3 separate regions of the Mus musculus genome follow, and regions 1 and 2 are each linked to region 3. Evidence: chromatin contacts called from public promoter capture Hi-C data. All regions are on one chromosome and are shown on one strand. The core of a region is the stretch at or near the end of the contact, and the rest is flanking DNA. Distances in the headings are between cores, read along the strand shown. Region 1 holds the start of Adprh (ADP-ribosylarginine hydrolase). Region 2 holds the start of Cox17 (cytochrome c oxidase assembly protein 17, copper chaperone). Region 3 holds the start of Wdr5b (WD repeat domain 5B).

Region 1 (2,713 bases), core at 121-2,620, 2.4 Mb after region 3:
ATTGAACCTGAGCCCCTCTGGAAGAACAGCCAGTGCTCTCAAACTGCTGAGCCATGTCTCCAGCCCCTTGTCTGTCTTCTATATGGTAAAAGTTCTATAGTGCCGGGCTGCAAATGCTATTCCCACCACAAATGAAATCCTTGCTAAAGCCCTGGCTTCCCGGTGTACACATTTTCTACTCTACTCAGGCCAGGGCTCCATGACACCCATTCCGTGTGGTGATTCAGTGTTCCACTGTCTGCCCCCTCCACGCACCCAGCCTCCCCATGAACAGGGGCAAACACTCTTAGGGGCAAAAAGACCTAGCTCACCCCTGCCCTCAGCCCAAGCTCTTCCCATCCACCTGTCTTTCTTCCTCTAACCGCCATTTTAGGTTTAGTTCAAGCCCAGGTACCTCCACCATCCATCTAGTCACACTGCTCAGGTCTAGGGCACAGGCCAGCAGAGACCTGGAGAAGCAGTTAAGGGTAAAGATCTGGCTTTTCCATGCTTGATCCTGATTACATGTGTGTGTGTGTGTGTGTGTGTGTGTGTGTGTGTGTTGTGTGTGTGTGGTGTTGTGTGTGTGTGTTTTATGTATAAATAACGGCTAGGAACTAGAGTTCTGTAGTCTCTTGTGTTAGCTCTGTGACCACTAACAATCCTCTCACGCTGGAGTTTCCCATCTGTTTCCCATCTGTGGGGGAGGAAGGCCTCGTTCTCCGAGGTCCTGTTTTGGCCCAGGTTTTCGAAGCCCTAGCTTTGTTAACCTCTGAGAACTAAGGACTAACGCCCCCACCTTCTCCTCCCAATGCTCCAGGTTCCCTTTTTGAGCTCTCCATGGAAGAGTGTGGGAACCTACGGAGGAAGTAGCCAGTATCTTTTCTCTTTGAAATTCCTTTTCACCTTGGCACATGCATCCATCCTGGCCCAGACCCACCCTTCAGAAGTCATTATTCCTTAACCCACTCTAAACGGGCACAGGTGACAAAGCCATCAAACTATACAATCAAAGCCGAAGTACACTTCGGGATTTCCCATTGGTTTCCTGGCCTGGGTAGAAAGAGGAATAGGGAGAGGGGATGAGGGGAGGGGAGGCCGCGATGCACTCAGGAAAGTCTTGGTGGCCACTTTGAGGACACTGGCCTAGCACCAGTCTGGAGGTGAGAGCGGGACCGAGCGGGTACTAAGGTCAGTAAGAGGAGAGTGGCTCGGGGACTCCTGGCTGTACCTGCTGAGGCGGAGCTGAGAGCGTGGGGCGGGATCGGGGTGGTCCAGAGCCGAGGGCAGGATTGCCCGAGCTGGAGGCGGGGTACCGGGCGCAGGAGTCCTGCTGTGGGCACCCAAGCCAAAAGCCGAACAGGGGCGGAGCCGCGGGCCGGGCGGGTCGCTGGCGCACAGCGGCTTCCGGCGGAGCTGCGTCCTCCCGCGTCCTCCGCACTGGACGGAAGGAGGAAGGGGCGGTGCTGGGGGCGCCCAAGCCTTGCGCATCAGCTCGGGAACCGCTCCGCGCTGCGTGTGGGCCGAGTGGAGTGGTGTCCGGCCAGCCTCGTGCTCGCCCTGCCAGGGTTCTGCCCTGCCAGGGTTCTGCCCCGCGGACCGTTGGACTCCCAGAGCCTGGTACCCACCGCCCAGAGCGGCTTGGGCTCACCGATTCTAACCCTAGTCCGTTCAGCCGTGGTTCTGCGTGCTCTCCACAGAAGGGTTTCAAACGGGAGCTTAGAGGGGAACTCTTAAGGTTCTTTCCCCTAAATTATGACTCTGGATTTGTTAAAACCCTAAGGTGGCAATGGCGGCGTTGAGCCCAGATGTCAGGTTCCGAGAATAAACGTGTGCCAGTGAACACTCCCCCGTACCCTCGACCCAGCTCGGTACAGCCTCGTCTCCGGAAAGGCACAAATCGGGCCTTGTGCTTAAATGGAGTATCTGCTTCTATACAGTGACCCTGACGCACATCAAAGATCCTGCTTTGACTCCTTAGACTTAAGATCAGAACATGTCTGCTCAAAAATTTCAGACCTACTCCCAAGAACTCACATCCCCTCTTCTATGTCTTCAAAACAGAAAAAAAGGAAAGACTTATCTGGGAAGGAAACTTGAACTGAACATTTAACATCTATTAATTTTGGCGTTGGTGACTCTATTCTTGTGTAAATAAATCTATTAATCACAATAATAAAGGAGGTGTTCACGTGGAGTTTAGGGACTTTTATTAAGCAAAAATAAATTGATAAGTCATAGGAAAGTTAATATATTTAATAAATGTGTGTGTGTTGCTTGGAAGGGTAAGCATCAAATTGCAAATAATTAGAAGAGGAACAAGAAGCTTTCCGAGTAAAGAGAGGAATGAAGGAAAATTAAATTTTGATTTATTTTTTGAGACTAGGCTGGTCTCAAACTCGTGATCCTCCTGCCTCTACCTTTAGAATGCTAGAATTTCAGTCTTACAACACCACACCTAGTTTATATCTTTTAGAATATTTTTTCTATATTATATCTAAAGATATTTTAGAGAAAAATAGAAACTAGATGTTACCCCTGATACATATATCAGTCTTTATGGTATGCATATGATTTTAAAACAATGGGGTCATTTTTTAAATAGAATTTTATATCCTTTCTTAAAAACTGGCTTTATCAACTACTAATGTGACTCCAAATGTCCACAAACATTAACACTTCCACAATAAGCCAACTTCTAGTTTGATACAATAAAAAGGGTGAGGCCCTGGGG
Region 2 (2,750 bases), core at 106-2,605, 2.3 Mb after region 3:
AGCTGTGATGCTGAAGATTATATTGATCCTAGTTGAATTTAAGAAATGCCAGGAAAAGGCATTTTTAATTCTGTTAATTGGTATAATGACAAATATCTGATTGCACAATTAATAAAACCAGTTTAGGAGCTGAGGGTATGTAACCCAGTTTGTAGACTATTTGCCTAACATGCAGGAAGTCCTTATATACCAGGAAAGGATGGCACACACTTGTAATTCCAACATTTAATAATCAGTTCAGGGTCATCCACAGATCATTCAAGGCCAGCTTAGGCTAGAGACTTTGTCTATAAATATTTATATTAAAATTAAAACCACTTTTTTGGGTGTGTGTGAAGAAATGGCTCACTGGTTAAGAGTATTGGCTGCTCTTCTGGAGATTCTGAGTTCAATTCCCAGCAATTACATGGTGGCTCATGACTATCTGTGATGAGATCTGATGCCCTCTTCTGGTGTGTCTGAAGACAGCTACAGTGTACTCAGATACATACAATAAATAACTACAAACCACTTTTTTCCTGACCTACAGCTAGTTTAAGGAAGCCACTCAATGCTGTACATCTTAGTGAACTTGAATACAATTAGAATGGTTGATTTGAAGCAATGGAGCTCTACTGAGGGGGTTACACTTTCAGTATCAGTTACCATGTCATTTACTTATCCAAAACACACACACACACACACACACACACACACACACACACACAGAGAGAGAGAGAGAGAGAGAGAGAGAGAGAGAGAGAGAGAAACAGAGACAGAGAGACAGAGACAGCCCATCACAGTTGTTGAAAGTAGAAAAAAATCTTATCTTCTTTCATGACTACTGTGTCATGATATATTATCTGAAAATTTAGCATATATGCCGGAGAGAAATAGGAGGTAGGGGGCCTTTGTATCTGTATCTGCAGAATGTCTACAAAGCAGGAAGGAAGAAAGACCATAAAATATCCCAGGGTGGAACCCGGATCTGCTACTGCTTGTCCAGTACCAAAAGGTCAGCCCTGAAAATACGAATACAGTTAGCATTATACTGGACTGAATGGGTCATATAGGAATATATGTATGCATGTATACATATAAGCATGCAATAACAATTAGGGAGGAAAAGGCCATGAATTTGAAGGATAGTGGGGAATGGGTATGTATATGTAAGGATTTGTAGAAAGGAAAGGGAAAGGGAAAATGATGTAATTAAATTACAATCTCAAAAACAAAACAAAAACAAAAACCATTCTGGGTGACCTTTTAACCTTTGCGCCAGCGCTGACGCCACGCCCTTGGAGCGAGGCCTTGTACCACTTCTTTTGCGCACGCGCTTCTTAGACTTACTTCCGTCCGGAGAGGCGGGACTTCCTGTCCCCCTTCGATTGACTGCGGAAGTGGAGACAGACGGCTCAGGGTAGTCGGAGTTTGGGAGCTTTGCGCGTGTGCGCTCATAGTTGCTTTCGCCTGGAAAGATGCCGGGACTGGCGGCCGCTAGCCCTGCCCCGCCCGAGGCTCAGGAGAAGAAGCCACTGAAGCCCTGCTGTGCCTGCCCGGAAACCAAGAAGGCGCGTGATGCGTGGTCAGTGCGTAGCCCGGGAGGGAAGCCCGGGCTTTAGCAGCTCGGCTCCACTCTGCTCTCTGGGACTCTGGAGATGCAGGGACCCATAGTTCCGCTGTCCTCTCTGCTCCCTGATCCCGCACCCCAGTCTCAGTTAGGGGTCAACGGAGAGGGCAAGAGGTTACATTGATCCCAAGGTTCTCGTCCTTCATTCCTTACTACGATTGCATTTTAGTCTTCTTAGGGATAAGACCCAGATAAATAGAAGTGCGTAAAGATGCTTCTTGATTTAAAGGCATTTAAAATATGTGGAGATTTGTTACCAGCCAATACTATACCACCAGCTGTGATAGATTTACTAAGACCTAGGTGTAAATTTTTCAGGTAATCTTTAGTAATTTTTTTTTTTTTTGGTCGAAACGTGTGAATAGTAGAACACAGGATACATTTCTGAAGGGATACCCTTTCCAAGAAGTTAAAAGTCAACCTGTCTGGAGCTGGAGAGATGGCTAAGTGGATAAAAGCCCTGGTTGACCTTCCAGAGGGCCTAGTTTCGATTCCCAGCACCCACACGACTGTTAACAATCTTGTGTAATTCCAACCCCAGAATAATCTGACACCCCCTTCTAGCTATTGCGGGCACTGCACACACATGGTGTGCAGGCAAAACACCTATACACATAAAAACAAATTGTAAAACTTGTCTACAGGACAGAGGTGATATTAATGTTCATCGACTTTATCATCAAGTCACAAAAGGTTTTGTTTGGTCTCCTCCCTTTTATGTAGCCTGGGTTCTGGGGCAGATACTGAAGTCCTCAGTGTGGCTATGCATCTCCATCTTCTCCCATCAAAGCAGAAAAATACTCGGAGAAACAAATATGGATTCTCATGGTGTGATTTCATTACCGGAGAGACTGAAACAGTTTTAAGTCTAGCCTGAACATCCGAGTGAGACCATGTCTCAAAATAAAAATAGAAAAATACACAAAACAAAGTATTCCTTGGTATTGTAAGGTAATAAGAGTGTAACCAGTTATTATTATCACTACCTATAAATGGAGAATTTAAAGATCGATCTGATACCAAGGTTCTTGAAATACCAAGGTAACCTGCTTAAGGAGACTTTGGTGTGGCTCAAGACTCAGAGCTTAGAAATACAGTCAGGCTTTGAATCTTCTCCCTCCAAGTTGGTGACCTTATGCAA
Region 3 (3,009 bases), core at 387-2,886:
CTGGCTTTCAACAATTTGAACTATGTAGGTAAGGAGAAATAAAACACAAAAGACCAGTGTTGAGGACAAAATAGTGCAGGGCTCGGGGGGAGTGGTGTGGGCAGCAAGCTATAAGCATGTGGTTTTACAAGGATAGCACGATATGTGTGTGTGTGTGTGTGCGTGCGCGCGCGCGCGCGGGAGCGCAGCTTTTTAAAGCTACTCAGTTACAGGCGGTGCTCAGTCCTTCCTGTTTAGTCTGAATAGGTTTTCCAGATTGGGTAGAGGCTTGGGAACTGGATTTCTACTCCCAAAAGCTGCTTTGAGGAAACCAGTTAAAACAGTCCAGATAGGAGTAATCTTCGAAGACCATATAAGTCTGGCACATGTTTCTTTTTTTTTTTTTAAATGGTTTTTTAAAGGAGAAACAGATTTTTGATTTTTTTTTTTTTCAGTGAACAAAGCAAAACCTAGAGGTCCCCTTACGCGAAGGGTAGCTTGTTGTAAAAGGAAGAAATGCGGGCTGGTGAGATGGCTCAGTGGTTGAGAGCACCCGGAGTTCAAATCCCAGCAACCATATGGTGGCTCACAACCATCTGTAAGAAGATCTGATGCCCTCTTCTGTAGTGTCTGAAGACAGCTACAGTGTACTTACATATTATAAATAAATCTTTTTTTTTTTTTTTTTTAAAGGAAGACATGCTACTGCTTAGGAGCTCAGGATCCTGCTCTGCTTGCTGCCATTTAGGATTACTATTTCCTGGTGAACACTGTCACCAAATCTCCTTCCTGAGAGCTAAGCAGATCCTAGTAATTTGTTAGGACAGTTTGTTAATATTAGACCATGAGTAACGACAAACAGTTTTACTTACAGCCTTTTCTTTTTGGGAGTCCCCAATGCTATTTATACACAAGGTATCCTACACATCAAAAAGTGCGTTTTACCCTTCAAAGTTCAAGTCATGTCTTAATCCTACCAACGTACCAAGTCTGCGCATCTTTTGTCCCTCGTGCTTGTGTGTGTAGTGAACTAAAGGTCCATCACCATCCTGGTTTAGCTCCTAGGTTGTACCCATTATATCCTTTTGGTTTTCTAGTCATTAGAAAAATATATATTTACTTGAAATAAAGCCTAAAATTTGTTATTCAATGTGCTTTAGGTGAGTTAATAAAAATGGAAAGTTTTTGAATTGATGATATAATCTCTATATCAGAAGTCACCGTAGTCCAGGCTTCAGATGTAGTTCAGTGGTTAAGATCATTGGCAGTTCTCCAGAGGACCTTCCAGCACCTACAGGCAGCTCACAACCATCTGTAACTCCATTTCCAGGATGATGGGACTCCTGACCCTGAGGGTAGGTATTGCATTCGCAAAGTACACACACAGGCAGCTATTATTATTATAATCTTGGCAGCTAAACTCAGTCGGGGTGGGTGTGGACAGAGGTACCCTCAATATGCACAGCCTTCATGAAGTGCCTGCTGCGCCCTTTCCTGCACCCAGCTCTCTCAGGGAAAAAAACCGGGTTCAGTGTCAACTTCCTGTCCTGGAGAACCGGAAGAAAATGCATGTCTCCTTCGGCGCGTGCGCAGCCTGGCAGGATGCGTACCTAGCGTCGTCCTGGGCTCTACTTGAGCCTCTCATAAATCCTGTTTTGTGTGACGTCATCTGTTGCTTGAGGTTCCCAGACATTTTGGAGCTGCGGAGGGCGTGGAAGAGGAAAGGTGCAGCCCCGAACCCCCGCGGATCGGCCTAGTCCTTTGACAGCATCTGACACGAGTACGGATCCCAGGATCACTGTGATCCGTGATGCTATAGAAGAAAGCAAGACGGGGAGTGGTTCAAACTTCGTTGCTGACTGGGAACGGACCTTATAGAGGAGCCCATGTTACAATCAAAACCATCCGCCTTCCAACCGCAAGTTTTAACTTCTGTAAGTTTCAGGGCGGGAAGCCCGCGCAAATTATAGAGCCGGATCTATGGCGACCGAGCATCTGCCAGCAGAGAGAGCACAGTCACTTCTCTCTGCCCCCCGGCGCGAGGAAGAGCCGCAGAAACCCAACTATGCTCTCAGACTTACTCTTGCGGGGCACTCGGCGGCCATATCATCAGTTAAATTTAGTCCTAATGGCGAATGGCTAGCGAGTTCTGCAGCTGATGCACTAATTATAATTTGGGGAGCATACGATGGGAATTGTAAGAAAACACTCTATGGTCACAGTCTGGAAATATCAGATGTTGCCTGGTCTTCAGATTCTAGTCGTCTAGTTTCAGCCTCAGATGATAAGACTCTAAAGGTATGGGATATGAGATCTGGAAAATGTCTGAAAACACTGAAGGGGCACAGCGATTTCGTCTTCTGTTGTGACTTCAACCCACCATCCAACCTCATCGTTTCGGGCTCTTTTGATGAGAGTGTGAAAATATGGGAAGTAAAAACAGGAAAATGCCTCAAGACTTTGTCTGCACATTCGGACCCCATTTCTGCCGTAAATTTTAATTGTAATGGGTCCTTGATAGTGTCCGGGAGCTATGATGGGCTTTGTAGAATTTGGGATGCTGCGTCAGGCCAGTGTTTAAGGACACTTGCTGATGAAGGCAACCCTCCAGTGTCTTTTGTAAAATTTTCTCCAAATGGTAAATACATTCTCACTGCAACTTTGGACAATACTCTTAAACTGTGGGATTACAGCAGGGGCAGATGCCTGAAGACATACACTGGTCATAAGAATGAGAAATACTGCCTATTTGCCAGTTTCTCGGTTACTGGTAGAAAGTGGGTTGTGTCTGGTTCAGAGGACAACATGGTTTACATCTGGAATCTTCAGACTAAAGAGATTGTACAGAGGTTGCAAGGTCACACAGATGTGGTGATCTCAGCAGCCTGTCACCCTACAAAAAACATCATCGCATCAGCAGCACTAGAAAATGACAAGACAATTAAAGTGTGGTCGAGTGACTGCTGAAGTCTCTGGCAGGCGATGAGGAAAGCCAAGTTAGACACAAAATCCAAAGGATGGTCTCTCTGG

What was found. Promoter capture Hi-C pulls out the DNA fragments that hold promoters and counts their contacts.
Region 1: a contact with region 3 is called in a promoter capture Hi-C map of liver, with 2.1 times the contacts expected there. The contact joins the promoter of Adprh here to the promoter of Wdr5b in region 3. A contact is called at or near these places in 2 of 39 promoter capture datasets (liver and pre-B cells) and 1 of 115 datasets of contacts at active chromatin or transcription factors (astrocytes).
Region 2: a contact with region 3 is called in a promoter capture Hi-C map of pre-B cells, with 4 times the contacts expected there. The contact joins the promoter of Cox17 here to the promoter of Wdr5b in region 3. A contact is called at or near these places in 4 of 39 promoter capture datasets (the 3T3-L1 cell line, liver and pre-B cells), 1 of 484 Hi-C or Micro-C datasets (B cells) and 2 of 9 other capture datasets (adipose tissue and liver).

The regions. Positions count from the first base shown.
Region 1 is chr16:38,451,319-38,454,031 of GRCm38.p6, forward strand. It overlaps Adprh (ADP-ribosylarginine hydrolase), which reads right to left and starts at 1,371. Exons shown (of 4, transcript NM_007414.3): 1 at 1,211-1,371.
Region 2 is chr16:38,345,644-38,348,393 of GRCm38.p6, forward strand. It overlaps Cox17 (cytochrome c oxidase assembly protein 17, copper chaperone), which reads left to right and starts at 1,356. Exons shown (of 3, transcript NM_001017429.2): 1 at 1,356-1,564. The coding sequence starts at 1,458.
Region 3 is chr16:36,039,554-36,042,562 of GRCm38.p6, forward strand. Wdr5b (WD repeat domain 5B) reads left to right here and starts at 1,637. Exons shown (of 1, transcript NM_027113.2): 1 at 1,637-3,009. The coding sequence starts at 1,960. The coding sequence ends at 2,946.